2 separate regions of the Canis lupus genome follow, and region 1 is linked to region 2. A link is a contact called in public Hi-C data. All regions are on one chromosome and are shown on one strand. Each heading gives the region's core, a stretch centred on a gene start, on an enhancer-like site or on the middle of the called end of the contact. The rest is flanking DNA. Distances are from core to core; before and after follow the strand shown.

The links. A called contact is a pair of places that touch in the nucleus more often than the background predicts.
Region 1: a Hi-C map of skin fibroblasts shows a contact between it and region 2, with 1.6 times the contacts expected there. The contact joins the promoter of NWD1 here to the enhancer-like site in region 2. A contact is called at or near these places in 2 of 9 Hi-C or Micro-C datasets (liver and skin fibroblasts).

What each region holds. Positions count from the first base shown.
Region 1 is chr20:46,265,474-46,268,361 of UU_Cfam_GSD_1.0, forward strand. NWD1 (NACHT domain- and WD repeat-containing protein 1) reads right to left here and starts at 1,516. Exons shown (of 21, transcript XM_038566948.1): 1 at 1,098-1,516.
Region 2 is chr20:46,155,297-46,158,054 of UU_Cfam_GSD_1.0, forward strand. It overlaps SIN3B (paired amphipathic helix protein Sin3b), which reads right to left. Exons shown (of 20, transcript XM_038566950.1): 16 at 2,341-2,514; 17 at 1,978-2,070; 18 at 761-855; 19 at 321-525; 20 at 1-192. Among named protein-coding and RNA genes, the nearest start is that of F2RL3, 7.4 kb to the left of the region's middle. Within about 2 kb of position 1,460, at least 4 of the 20 cell types and tissues checked have an H3K27ac peak or open chromatin away from gene starts, as enhancers often do.

The sequences.
Region 1 (2,888 bases), core at 266-2,765, 110 kb after region 2:
TGCACCTTGTAACCTCACCCAGGCCCCAGCTCTGGACTCCACAGTCAGTCTAGGCCTATCACCTCTTCACCAATCTCATGACCTTGAATTTGTCTCCCCTCAAATCTCTGTTTCTTTCTCCATTTATCTCAGTTCCAAACAGGTCTGTAGGACTCTACCCGACTCTGGCACATGGTCATGTTCCCTTGCTTACCACCTCTTGAGTTCGTGGGAGGATGGGAAGACTTTGACCTTGATGCTCACACTAAGCTTTCTTTCTATTTCTGTAGCCCAGACTTTTCCAATATCAGCACTACTGGCATCTGGGGCCAGGTCATTCTTTGCAGTGGGGGCCATCTTGTGCATTGTAGGATGTTGAGGAGCATCTGGGCTTGACTCATTGGATGCCAGTAGCAGGGCTCCCCACCTCCGCCAAAGCTGTGACGATTAAAAATATCTCCAAGGGGTGTCTGGGTGGCTTAGTCAGTTAAGCGTCTGCCTTCAGCTCAGGCCATGATCCTGGGGTCCTGGAATCAAGCCCTGCATCGGGCTCCCTGCTCAGCAGAGAGCCTGCTTCTCCCTCTCCCACTCCCCTTGCTTGTGCTCTCTCTCTGTATGTCAAAGAAATAAATAAAGTCTTTAAAAAAAAATCTCTGGACATTGCCAGTGTCTAGTAGGGGCACAATCACGCTTGGTTGAGAACCCTGGCCTAAGACAACTAGCCAATTACAGCTTCAGGGCCTCATGTTGCACCTGAATTCCCCATCCTGAATCCATTCATGTCATCCACACCTCAGTTTATTTTTTTTTATTTTTTTAATGATTTATTTATTTATTCATGATAGACGTAGAGAGAGAGAGAGAGAGAGGCAGAGACACAGGAGGAGGGAGAAGCAGGCTCCATGCCGGGAGCCCGACGTGGGACCCGATCCCGGGACTCCAGGACCGCGCCCTGGGCCAAAGGCAGGTGCCAAACCGCTGAGCCACCCAGGGATCCCCTACACCTCAGTTAAATGCCACTTCCTCAGAGGCTCTCTGACCACCCCATTGCTCAGTGACCACTCCCCCAGTCCCTCCCAATGCCATCACCCTATTTTAATTCTCTGCATGGTACTCACCACCAGCTGGTATGTTTCTTCTTGCTTCTTTACTGCTTGTCTCGCCACAAGAACATGAGTTCCGTGAGTGCAAGGACTCTGTCCGCCAAGGTCAGCATGCTTGGCACATAGTAGGTGCTCACTAAATAATTGTCACATCAGTGGGCTCAACCACAACTGTCCATCTTCCTTGACTCCTATTTATCACTACAGGCAACTGAAGAAGACTGGATTTCCCCAGGAAGGACAGAAGTCCCTTGCAGTGCTTGCCTTCTGGTTTTCCTTGGGAGCTCTGGCCTCAATCTCACTCCTGCTGGTGGTGGAAAAGCCAACTTAAAACCCTCTGGGGAAGTAGGCTGGAGAAGAAAGTTTTCTGGCCGTAGCACTGCCCGGAAGCCAGGCCCCCGGCAATCCTAGTAACTTTTGTCTTAGGTACTTCCCAGGTCTCTCCCTGCCAATTCACCCAGCAACTGGGATAATGAAAGAAATTGTGTGGCTCTCAGGCCCTGGCTTATTAGCTGGGCACTTAGCCAGACTTGATGGTTAACCGTTGTGTGTCGGGCTAATATGCTCATCACAGAAGAGGCCATTTGTTAAGGGCCCATGAGGTGCCAGCTGGTTGGCATTCCACATGGGCAGTGTGCCCAAGAGGCGGGTATTATGATTCTCCCCCACTGATGAAAAAAAAAGAGGTCCAGATAGATGAAGCCCCTTGCATGGGCCACTTGGCTTCTCTGGGCTTAAGTTTGCTTTATGATCTCCAGAGTCAGGTAGACAATGAAATTTGCTTATAAGATGAGCCTAACGTCATGCTTGGGGCATGTGAAGGGCACATGAAATGTAGGCCATGATTTTTCCTATTATTTCCAGGCTCAGCCAACAAGTGGTACAATCAGGAATCAAAGCATCCAACGTTGACGTCCCCATAAGCGTTAAATGCAATCTAAGTTTCTAGAGCAGGGTTTCTCGATCTCAGCACTGCTTAACATTTGGGGCCAGAGCACTCTTTGCGGTGGGGTGCGCATGTTGGAGGAGGTCATCAAGAACATGTAACTGCAGATTTGACCCACCAGGTGGGCGAGAAGCTCCCCCTCCCCTGTCCTTGGAGTGTTCACTCCCCTGGGCCTCCCTGCACGAGATGCTCTCCCAAGGACACAGCCTTGAGATAGTGATGTGGTGTTAAGACCATCTGGATGGTGTATGGGACTGAACCCAGTTAAGGCCTTTATATACATTTTTAAGATTCTGGCTGCTATGGTGTGAAGATCTACTTGTCTGCGGCCACTCGAGACAAGCCTGGTAAGTAAGTTCTCCTGCTTATCAAACCTGCCACCTACCAATCTGAAATGGCCTGACTTTCTCTGGTCTTGCCCTGCCCTCCAAGTACAGGGGCTGGTTTCAGATTGCACATGGGAAGCTCCCTTGGAGGTAGCAAAAACATTAGGATGTTGAGCAGCATTCCTGATCTCCACCAACTAGATGCAAGTAGCATCACCTCTCCCAATCACGACAACCAAAAATGTCTCCTGACATTGCCAGGTGTCTCCTGGGGAACAGAATCCCCACCCCCACCCTCTGGTTGAGAACAACTTCTCTAACAAGTTGGCATTTTCATGTTACCATCATCATGTCATTATATCATGAGGAACTCTTAGCTTCAGATGCTAATATAACCTGTTCTCTCTAATTCTCCCTGTGACTAGGAACTTCATTTTGCTACCCTGATTTACCAAAGATGAAAATAAGCTTCTGAGGGGTACCTGGCTGGCTCAGGCAGTAGAGTGTGTGACTCTTGATCTCAGGGTTGTGACT
Region 2 (2,758 bases), core at 210-2,709:
GCGGGTCACAGGCAGGCCGTGCACGTGTGCCGTCTCACAGAGGGTCTTGCAGGGCACCATGTCCTCGTCCTCCTCGCCCATCAGCCAGTCCTGCACCAGGCCAGCCGCCTCCACTGTCACGTTGTCCTCCAGCCAGCGGCCATGCCACTCCTCAAAGTGCTGGTGGTGGCGCAGCAGGACCAGTGGTTGTACCTGCAGAAGGGGGTGGGGAGGGGAGTCAGGGCAGCCCCAGATAGCCGTGGGCCGGATCCTGGGGGGAAAAAGGGTGCACACCACTCCCAGACAGCCGTGGCTCCCAGGCCCCGGGCAGAGAGGGGCACCTGCTTGGCCCGGCAGAGGGTCCCACGGCGGTACATGTAGTCCTCGGAGTTGACGATGAACATCATCTTGTGGGTGCTGAGCTTGAAGCGACAGTCCACGTTGCAGGCGCTCTCGACCCCGACCAGCCGCTTCCAGGAGCTCTTGGCCTCGCCGCGCAGGGCACGCACCTGCTCACACTGCCACCTGCGGAACTTCTTGAGGTTCCTGGAGGCGAGAGGAGGATCTGCAGACTGGGAAATCCTCACAGCCCGTAAACGCCGGGAAGACGGCTGACTTCCCCGGGGTCAGACAAATGCAGACCGATGTGGTGGAAACCACTACCCTACCCCTTTGGCCAGCAACACGGGGAAAACCAGTCAGGCCCTGGTGCTGGGCCCTGCTGCTGCCGGTGGTGGGAGCGGGTCCCCCGGGAAGGAACCACATCTGGGGGTCCTCTTACCTTTGCAGGAACACGGGCTTCAGGAGAAAGCCCTCGGTGGGCGAGCTGGATGCCCCCTCGGTCCCCACATACTGCTCCACATACCGAGCCAGGTGCTGTGGGGACATGGGGAGACAGGCCCGTGTCATTGGAGGCACCAGCCTCTCACCTGGGACCCTGAGCTCAGGGGCTCCCAGGGATTTCATCCTCAGTTTCCCAAAGCATCGGGAGGGTGGCAGCTACTGAGGAGCCACCAGATGGCAGCAGCTCTGGCTGAAGCACTTGCCCAGAGCCACAAGGTAGACAGCTGTGGCATTTCACGCTTGGGTGGATAAGCACACCTGCTATATGACATCCTCTCTGCACCCGTCACGTGACAAGCTCCCCCAGGGAGCGGGGCCTTCACACAGAGGAGCTGGATCCGAGGAGCGGCAGGGACAGGCCAGGCAGGAGTTGGGGATGAGCAGAAGGCAGGGCTTGCAGGGGCTGCTCAGGTCAGGGGTGAGCATGGTCTGCCGTGTCCAAGTGACCCTCCCTCTGTTCACCACCTTCTAAAAGCCACAGGCTCCTCCAGACTCAAGCCTCACAAAACCACATTTGCTGGAAACTTCTGGAAGGAGCAGGGTGTACAGACCCCCACCTACACTTGTCTGGGAAAGCATCTGCTGTTGGGAAGCCCTGAGGCCCACAGGGAAGGATTCCACAAGGGGACCCCCACTGGCTGCAGTAGTGGGGAGGGCCCTACTCTGTGAAGGAGGCTAGGGGCTTAGAGGCACCGGGATACCAAGTGGAATGTGCATCTAGAGTGTGGGCCAGGGGGTTTCTCCTGGTGACCAGGGGCTGGGATCCAGGGCTCTGGGCTTCAGGCACGGGGAGTACAGGGCCACACGCCACAGGGTCGGAGTGACCATGCAGGCCATGGGCTCAAGGGGGATGACAGTGTTTGCAGCAGGTGGGAGGAGCCAGGAAGAGGGTTTTGGGGAAGGATGGCCTGGCTCTCACCTGCCTTCCTGCCCTGGACATGCACACTGGCTCCTGATGGGGCATGTGCAGTGGCCATCCCCTCTCAGGCTTCCAAGAAGGTCAGGCTGTGACTGAGGCCTCGCTGGGTGGACAGTTGCAGCCGGTGCCTGGCCAGTGTGTGCACAAGGCTTTTGGGGGACCCGGGGGGCCCCATGGTGCTGCCCGTGGCTGCCCCTAACCCCCACGATGTGTTCAAGGTGGACTGTGGTTCTCACCTGGACCTCCACAGGGTCCTCTGTCTGCGCCTCTTCGGTGTCTAGAAGCTCGATGGTCATGATCACTTGCCCTTTGCGCTGGAGGAACATCACCTGGGGAGGAAGGGGGATGAACAGGCTGAAGCCCCGAACGAGGTTGCACGGTCATCTAGGACTGCCTTCCCCAGCTGCCAGGGGCCCAGTAAGAGAAGTCTGTGCTATCGGGTAGGCTAGCAGCCAAGTCAAGGCCCAGCGCCAGCCCCAGCCCCAGCCCCAGCCCCAGCCCGCCTCCCGGGCCGGGGCAAAGCAGCCAGTTGTCCCCCGTCGTGGGTGTCCTCCTTGCAGCCCCGGCCCCGCGTGGGGCAGAGCGTGGCCACCCCTTACCTTGAAGCAGTTCTCATCAGCCATGCACCGCTCAGCCTTCCACTGGTAGCTGGTCTCCCTGGCAGCGCGGACGCAGCGGGAGGACAGGTTCCCCCCTGCAGCACCTCGCTTCTTCTCGTTCAGGTAGAGCTCCACCACCTTCAGACAGACGTCGTCACTCACGAGGTGGTGCAGCTGGCAGGGAGGGAGAGCCAGTGGGCGCGTGGCGTCTGTGTGTCCCCAGGAGGAGTGAGGCACAGCTGCCGCCACCTCCCGTTGGGACCCCCCTCATCCCCAGACGAGGCCAGCAATGTCCACGAGGTGGGCATGAAGGCCAGGGTCCAACGGCTGTGCCAGGCAGCCTCCGCATGCTGGCTGCAGACCACACCGGACAAGATCGAAAACCAACCCAGAGCAAGCCAGCCCAGACCAGCAAGCG